2 separate regions of the Mus musculus genome follow, and region 2 is linked to region 1. Evidence: chromatin contacts called from public promoter capture Hi-C data. All regions are on one chromosome and are shown on one strand. Each heading gives the region's core, a stretch centred on a gene start, on an enhancer-like site or on the middle of the called end of the contact. The rest is flanking DNA. Distances are from core to core; before and after follow the strand shown.

Evidence for each region. Promoter capture Hi-C pulls out the DNA fragments that hold promoters and counts their contacts.
Region 2: a contact with region 1 is called in a promoter capture Hi-C map of hippocampal neurons, with 2.6 times the contacts expected there. The contact joins the promoter of Oma1 here to the enhancer-like site in region 1. A contact is called at or near these places in 5 of 39 promoter capture datasets (embryonic stem cells, frontonasal cranial neural crest, hippocampal neurons and 2 more) and 2 of 115 datasets of contacts at active chromatin or transcription factors (large pre-B cells and stem cell-derived neural progenitor cells).

The regions. Positions count from the first base shown.
Region 1 is chr4:102,236,483-102,240,570 of GRCm38.p6, reverse strand. It overlaps a transcript of Pde4b not described here. Among named protein-coding and RNA genes, the nearest start is that of Pde4b, 16 kb to the left of the region's middle. Within about 2 kb of position 1,285, at least 64 of the 459 cell types and tissues checked have an H3K27ac peak or open chromatin away from gene starts, as enhancers often do. A contact at or near this core is called in hippocampal neurons and stem cell-derived neural progenitor cells, where this site is marked.
Region 2 is chr4:103,311,659-103,315,710 of GRCm38.p6, reverse strand. It overlaps Oma1 (OMA1 zinc metallopeptidase), which reads right to left and starts at 1,865. Exons shown (of 9, transcript NM_025909.3): 1 at 1,828-1,865. Gm36523 (a long non-coding RNA gene) reads left to right here and starts at 1,989. Exons shown (of 6, transcript XR_867961.2): 1 at 1,989-2,239; 2 at 3,553-4,052. 4930456L15Rik (RIKEN cDNA 4930456L15 gene) reads right to left here. Exons shown (of 4, transcript NR_045887.1): 4 at 3,879-4,052.

The sequences.
Region 1 (4,088 bases), core at 36-2,535:
AATGAGATCTCATTGTAAATACACAAGACCCATCACTCATCAAATGGCATTCCCAGCCCCTCCCTTGCCAGAACTTTCTTTAGATATTTCTAAGGTTCCTTTTCTTAGTTCCTTCACGAACCTGCTCAAATCTTATCCTCAGAGAGGCTGCATCAATCCCCTTACAAAGCAGCACCTTTGCCCTCCTTCCCACTCTCTTAGCTCTGTTCTAAGGTTTCTTACCGTTCCTGGAATTATCACTGCCTGACAACCCACTCGCATAAATATCCTGTAAGGACAGAAATCTTCACTGTTTTGCTTGCCACATTGACCCTCAGTCCCGTATCAGTGCTGAGCATATGGTAGGTACTCAATAAACGTCTGTTTAATAATGAAAATCACATAGTTAAACTGCAAAAGTATTCACTCTGGTCTCCCAGGAAGCACCATCTGCCCCATTGTCAGCCGCTTCTACCAAGTACTTAGGCAATTTTATTTTTATAACCATTGAGAAAAGATGCTGAAAGACATCATCAGAAGGACCAGCCACAGGCAGGAGCCTTGACTTAAATTCACAACTCCTTAAGGTCCTTGAACCATGATGGCCGAGGTTCCATTAAATCCCGACCCTCCATAAACAGAGATACTGCACACTTCGCTGTTCCTTAGTGCGAATGCTTCTTGTGAGATGGAAGACAGAGCGAACGTGAACTTATAACCTTCCCAGTAGAGTAGCTGCACCACCACCCAGCAGGCTTTGCTTTCAGATGGCACAATGGTAACACTGTGTGCTGAGCAGTGATTCACTGAGAAACCGGAGCCCTGCCAAAGGCAGGCAGGCAATCTGCACAGAAGCCTCCATACTGACATAGCTTTCTTTTGATTTCAAAATGAGAGCAAAAGTTTGGGGAAAGGTAAATGCCCAAGTGACACATACCCCTCAGGCAAAAGACTCACTACCTACGAATTTTTTATTATGGGTTTTTATACTGAAGTTCCCCCCAAAAGGGCTTCATTTCAGTAAATTAATCAAATTTTATTTGAATTTAATTTTTACCTATTGTACACAGATGATAAAGATAATAATACAGATGAAGATGATGAGAAAAACTATGGAAACAGTCCACACACAATTACATTATCAGATGGCAAAAAAATATGTAATAACAATGTTTAATGGAATTGTGAAAAATGCCTCCTAAAATCCCAGCTGGATAAAAAGGGAATGAGATGCCAAGGTGCAAGACCCGTACATCTGTATAGAAATCTAAGTGATTCGGTATTCAAAACACTGAGCCTGTTGTCAAGGAGACTATGGGAAGCACAGTAATTCTCTTCATAATTCTAAGCTATCATTTACACTGTCCAAAAACACAGCATTATAATTAAGAGCTCTTTTGCCATAGATAACATTATATTTTCTAAAGAGAAATCCTAATGTTTTTGTTAAGATTCCTAAGCAAGAAACCACAGCAGTCTATAAAGACTCTGCATGTAAAAACACTTCTGTGAAGGCAAACTAAACCCTGACAAACTGAAGCACAATCAAGAAAGAGCATGGCCTTAATGAATGATTTATCTAGAGTCTGTGCCTTGAAATCAGACCCAAGCCACCTTCCCCATCACCCTGGGCCCATAAGCTTTCTGTTTCTCAGTTTCTTGGCTATAGACATAAATGTTCGTATCAAGTACTCTACAGAGTAATTTATGTAAATGAACCAATTATAATTTAAATTTTAAATTGCACTTCATTTTCAGCTGCAATCTGGAACATATATTTGGGTAGTATACTGTTTGCAAGATCTACAGTGTTATAGATATAATCACATTCATTTTTAAGTATTATGCGTAAAGAAAGACATTTCGGCAACATGGCTGTATTTGGGTGTCTATTTGTCAACTTTCCCAAACTTAAATACTTTTTTTACCTCCAGGATTAAAGCTTTTTAGGAGAGGGATAAATACCTAAATTTCATGAAGATTTGAATATGAAAATAGTTATTCAGAGAGTGAGAACCACAATCTCCATTTTCCAATAGTAGAAAGGACAATATCTAATCTTTTTTATTAAAAGTAGAAAAAAGGACAAAGGGGGAATAAATATTTGCTGAGGGATTATTTTTATTAAAACTTTGAAGTATATTCTCAGGTTGTGGCGAAATAATTACAGCATACCAGTTTTCATATAGAGAAAATTTTACAGAGGAAGTTTGAGGACCATGAAATTTGGGATCAAATGCTTTAATGATGTCCCAACACCTTTCTATCATGATTTACATTGTTCGCATAATGACAGTGGTTCACCTAGAGTGACTCTATGGCTGGCACTTGGAGTTCAAGTTCCTTAGGAATTCTCAACCTGTCCTTAAAGTTTGATGCCTTGTGAATCAGGCGATGGAGAATGAGACCTAGAAATCTTTGTTCCTTATCATCTTTCATGTGATTCTGGTTGATGCAATATCTGTGAACCAGTGTGCCACACCATGCTTTTGGAGTTGATTTTATGAAGTTCCAGTGTTTATTGAAAGAAAGCGAAAACTATGCAATTACTAAAAGGAGACGATCAAGATTCCTAAACAGACTCACTGGACTAAGGGTAGCTTCAGTTACAGGGTGAACATGGACTTTTTCTGACAGAAAAATGAAGTTGCAAAAACATCTCTGACCAAGAAACTCACTCACAGCCAAGGAAATCCAACAGAAAACAAGGAGGAACTTCGCTTGATGAGTTGTGGGCTCATCCTTAGCTACCCTCCTCATGTAGTCCAAGACCACGGTCCTAGACAATGGTGCTGCCCACCATTGGCTGAGTCCTCGTACATTAATTATCAAGACAATCCCCCATAGACATGCCCACAGGCTAATTTGATCTAATCAATACATAAATGGTCCTTTACTTCTCAAGCTGTTCTGAAATGCAGATAATGGTTTGTGGGTTTGCAAAATAAATATTATGATCAATATCTGCAATGGAAAGGAATGGATGATAGCACCAAAGGAACATGGAATGGCCCACTATGGCCGTCTTATCATAGACATGTGTTCTATGCAAGGATCCAACTTAAAGTTGCAGCTCCTGTATTGAATGAGCTGTTGGAAATACCAGTAAGGCTTTAATATGGAATTGATTTCAAGCAACTTGAGATGAGCCTATGAACAGCCTCACATATTGTGATTGTGTATACCATAGTTGTTAGTGCAGGTTCTCCAGAGCATCTTAAAAATCCTCCCATTATGGACATTTCTGTGAATGTGCTCTCTAAAGGATTAGAATAGAGGATAATAATGATATAGAATTTCCAGTTGGGTGGTATCAATATCTCCTTCCTAGATATCTTCCTTCTCCAGTTGTTGCACTGTTTTGTATGTTTTGCATGGGATTGGTCACATACATTTGATATACGAACAAGTCTCCTTGTCTCCTCAATCAAACTATGGCTATCTCCCCTAGATGCAGATATATTACATCTTGGAGAACCTTCCACAATGACTTTATGAAATCTTTTACTCATAACAGAACAGCAACATGTTAAAAATGAGCTAACTACAGCTATAAGCTGTCAATTCCAAGGTGTCTACCATGTTTATGCAGCTTTTCAAATATACTAATCTTACACAAGGCACATTTTGATCTCCCAGTGAACACGCAGCTCTCTTGCTTTGAGACTCAAAGCCTACAACTAGTAAAAAATGAAGGTTTACATCAAACCACTTACAAATTCTTTCTCCAACTAGTACATATCCTTATAAACAGGCTGCTTTATGAAATAGCATATATACATACATGTATATGATATATATATATTTATATTATATGTATATGTATACACACATATAAAATTGTCAGTGAGTTTAGCTAATGTAGCAAATATAGGGGCATTCATAGCTGCCTATGAGTTGCAGCACTTCTCTGTCACCATACCCAAAGTAAAATTCCTGTGTAAGCGGGACTCCATTGAGGAATATTTCTGTATAATATCCAGTTAATGGGGATAGGGTGCAGAAGCTGATATGGTTCCTAATATAGTCAACTGGCTAGAGATCAGAGGTGGCCAAACCAGGGTTTCCCTGATAAAAAGCAGATTGTCAGCCAACAGAAGTCTTTGCTC
Region 2 (4,052 bases), core at 616-3,115, 1.1 Mb before region 1:
AAATTTACCTATTTTAAAATGTTGCCAACCAAATTAATAAAAGTTGATCATCTTAACCAAACATTCCTGTATCTCATTGGTTAAGGATTGTTTTAGTCATTGATTCATTAATTCATTGATAAATCATTATAGGAATGAATGCTACAAGTCAGACGCCACTCTGTGTAGCAGATAAAAAGCAAAGACAAGACAAAAATGCCTGCCCAATCAGTAAAGCTAGTAAAGACAAACACACGAATAGATACAGATATAAGTCTTATAAAAAGCCTACGTGAAATTCAGGGGGCAGAACGGTGTTTATGAGGAATCCAGTATTTCCTCTTTCTGGGCAATTTAAGTGTTTACAGGGTATGTTACTTTGTGAATCCTAAGCCAAGCAAGCTCTTCTGTAATTTCCACTGGTTATCTGTGAGCTTTTCAATAAACTTCCTAATGTTGCTTCCAGCTTCCCAGTTCCAAAGGCACCTTCTCCAAGCCTCCTTCATCCACTGCTAAATGACAGAACATCTAGTGTATAGATATCCCCCCTCAGAAAATAAACTCTCTTCCAAATGTCATGCACCCTATTCGAACTGCTGGGATCTATCTGCTCATGAGAAAAGTGCTCATTTCAGAGCAGGTGCAAACATATTTAACGTAGTCTACCCATAGAAGGTAAAAACAAAAGCTCCAAACACTAGGTACATAATTAAAATCATTAGCATTTCTAACACTGGCAATCAAGTGCCATCCAGAATAGAAACCGTAGTTGTTAATCCGTAATCACTGATTAATCCTTCAAAAAAAAAATGTTTTTAATGGGGAAAGAAATCTGTTTATACATTTTCAAAGAGCCAGTCACTACACTACACAGCACCTAAGAAGAACTGGGACTGACGTGTGCTCTTCAAAGAACTGTGGCAGGCCAACAAACATAGCTGGCAGACTTGTAGGATTAGGAAATTAATGATGTGAGAAAATTACACAATTTGGATTGCTAGCCTCTAAGAACATTTCAAACCCTTAGTTCTTCAAGTGCCATCTCAGAATGAGCAAGTAGTGCGCACTCACTCGCACTCACTGCTGATGGCTAGGAGACAGTTTTAACAACTCTTACTGAAAACTACAATTTCTTCTCTAGTTTCTATGGAAACAGCTGTCAGATTGGCAAAAATAGGACATGCACTTTAAAATAATCATTCCAGCTAAGTACACATGATGGACAGCTTCTTAAAAAAAAAAAAAAAAAAAAAAAGTAAGTTATCAGGGTTGGCTCTTAAGCTTCCAAATGTCACACCGCACCCCTGCATCTTGGCTCGGGATGATGCCTATGAAGTTAAATCCTTTTAAGAGGGCTCCAAGACCTTGAGAGACGCTAGGAGGCGATGAACTCCTAAATTCCAAATGTGGGGTTTTCATCTGCTGGGACTAACATTTCTGGCGGAGGTTTGCCCCAGCACAGTTGCTCCCCGTCACACCGCGAGTGCTAAGTATTATAACAAGTGATCCTTGAATACAAGTTTTTGAGGAAACCAATGAGCTCCCTGGAACTGCTCCGACTGCGCTAATGCTGCGAGCTGGGGCAGGAGAGCATGTGTCGCTCTGCACAAGGACGAGCGGCGAGGCGGAGGGGAGACCCGCACAGGCCAGACCGGCAACGCCTGGAGGAAGCGCCGCTTAGGAGGAAGCCACCACCCGAGGCGGGAGGCAAACTTCCAGAAAGCTCCACCCACCGAGCCGTTCGCCTCGTCCGGCACGGCCTAGGCCCACCGCGGTCCCCGAATCCCCCGGGCCCCGCTCCCCTCTCCGCCCTCCCCGCCCCGCTCTGGAAGAACGCCGAGCCGTCACCGTGAGCGCGCACTGAAGCCACAGCCCGAGCGGAATCCAACAGCCGGCTCCGCGCAGGCGCACACCTTTCCCAAGCCCCGCCCCCTCACTTCCTGCCCTGGGGACCTCTCCGGCGCTTTTTGCTCCGCCCTTGTGAGAGCCAAGTCCGTTTCCCCAGTCCCAGTCCTGGCCGGCTGCGGCTGTACGGACTGTGGCGCCGTCTCGCCCCCGTGTGGTGGGAGGAGGATAGCCCAGATTTAAGCTACCTGCCAGGAACTCTACACCTCCTTGGTACTTGGCATGGCTGTGTTGGATCCATGCAAAACCGTGCCTGCTGTAGTTTCTACACCAGTTCTGCCAAAAGGAAAGCGATTCCAGGGGCTGCTGGAGAACTATGATGCCTTGACTTGAAGCTGCACTGATCATTCTGATCGTAGGTATAACATTAACTCCAGCATCCCGATTACTTACTAACAATCATCCCTCAGTCCTAGATAAAGGTGCATAAAAATAAGACTAAATATGAAAGACTGTTTCACCATGATCGCTCTAGGACACCAGACTTATAAGTGGTCAGCAGTATTCATGACAACAGCTCCTGGAGTGTCCTAAGACCAGATTTCATTGTGGGAATGTTTTACAAAGGAGTGTGAATACTGGCAGGCATGATTCTGTGGGAGCTGCAGCTACCCACCAGAGCCAAAAAAAAAAAAGATGCTTTGTGATTATATGAATTATTCTGGTTTTCTAATAGGCTACCTAAGACACACATTAAAGATAAAAATACTATTTATGTATTCAACTATTTATGTATTCAACAAATATTTATCTAATGTGTGACAGACACTTCATGGTGGTGATCAATATCATATGGTTACTGCAAGGAAGACATCATGAAGCAGGGATTGACAAAGGTGGACAGAGAGCATGACTACACTGAAGGTTTAGGCGTATTCAATCCATCACATCCGCTAGATGGGCTGTGGAAATATTTATAAGCAGTCATAGAGTGAACATGGTTCTACAACCCAATGGGAGCTGGGAACATAACTAGCAGAGTCACCAGTAAGGAAGAGATGAGTCAGACCTTGGGTACCATTGAGGAAAGGGGTAGATGGGTTAAGAGAAAATAGAAGTTGGGAGACAGAACCCTAGAGAACTTAAACATTTTAAAACTCAAACGAGGGCATGGTGGTTTATCTCTTCAGTTCTACCATTTAAGAGGCTGAAACCAGAAGATGACTTTGAATTCAAAACCAGGTTGGCAGATTCCATGGTCAATCCCAGGTCAGCATGGTCTACAGAGTAAGACTCTGTCTTAAAACCTAAAAAAACAAAAACAACAAAAAACAACAACAACAACACAACAAAAGTAAGAAGAGAATTAGATAGATAGAGAAAGCCAAAAGGAAGGGAAGGGGGTTGGGGTGAGTATTCAGTATGCTATAATTAATGGTAACTTACCAATACTTAACTTCATTTAAAGATAGTGATATTTTTCTGGGTATAGTGACACACCCTTCTAGTCCCAGCTCGTGGAAGACTGGGGCAGGAGAAGATCAATGATAACTGGCTGAGACATTTTATGAGCCATTTACATAGTGCCTGCCAGCCCCCTCATTTATATGTTAGACATGTAGACATGTTTTGTTTCTTACATGTAGTTCTTGGTCATGGATGAAAATGAGGTTCCAGTCTCTGACATTGGTCACTTCCTTTTTTTCAATATTTATTTCCTTACATAAGTGTTTTGTACGTGTGTAAGTCTGCACACCGGAAGAAGGCATCAACGATGAATTGCTATGTGGTTGCTTGGAATTGAACTCGGGACTTCTGGAAGAGCAGCTGTGCTCTTAACCACTGAGCCATCTATCAAGCCCTGACATTGGTCACTTTCATATGCTTATCTTTCTTAAAGGACTTCAGCTCTGTATTTTTGTTGGTGGTTTTGGTTTTTTATAATATAAGATTTCTGTTATTTGAGAATTTCATATATGCCTATAATGTATTTCTATTATATTCCAGGATGACCCCATATTCCCTTCACAATTTCGTGCCCTCTTTTTTTTTTTCAGTAACCCACTGAGTTTAATTAATGTGGCCCATACACACATGTGGGGTGGGAAACCCAATGAGTGATTGACCTACCAGAGAACACCCTCTACCACCACCTCCCCAGTGGGGAGGGGAACCCCCTCCTCCAGCAGCCGTCAATAGCTCCCATGCAGAGTCAGTGGTCTTCATCT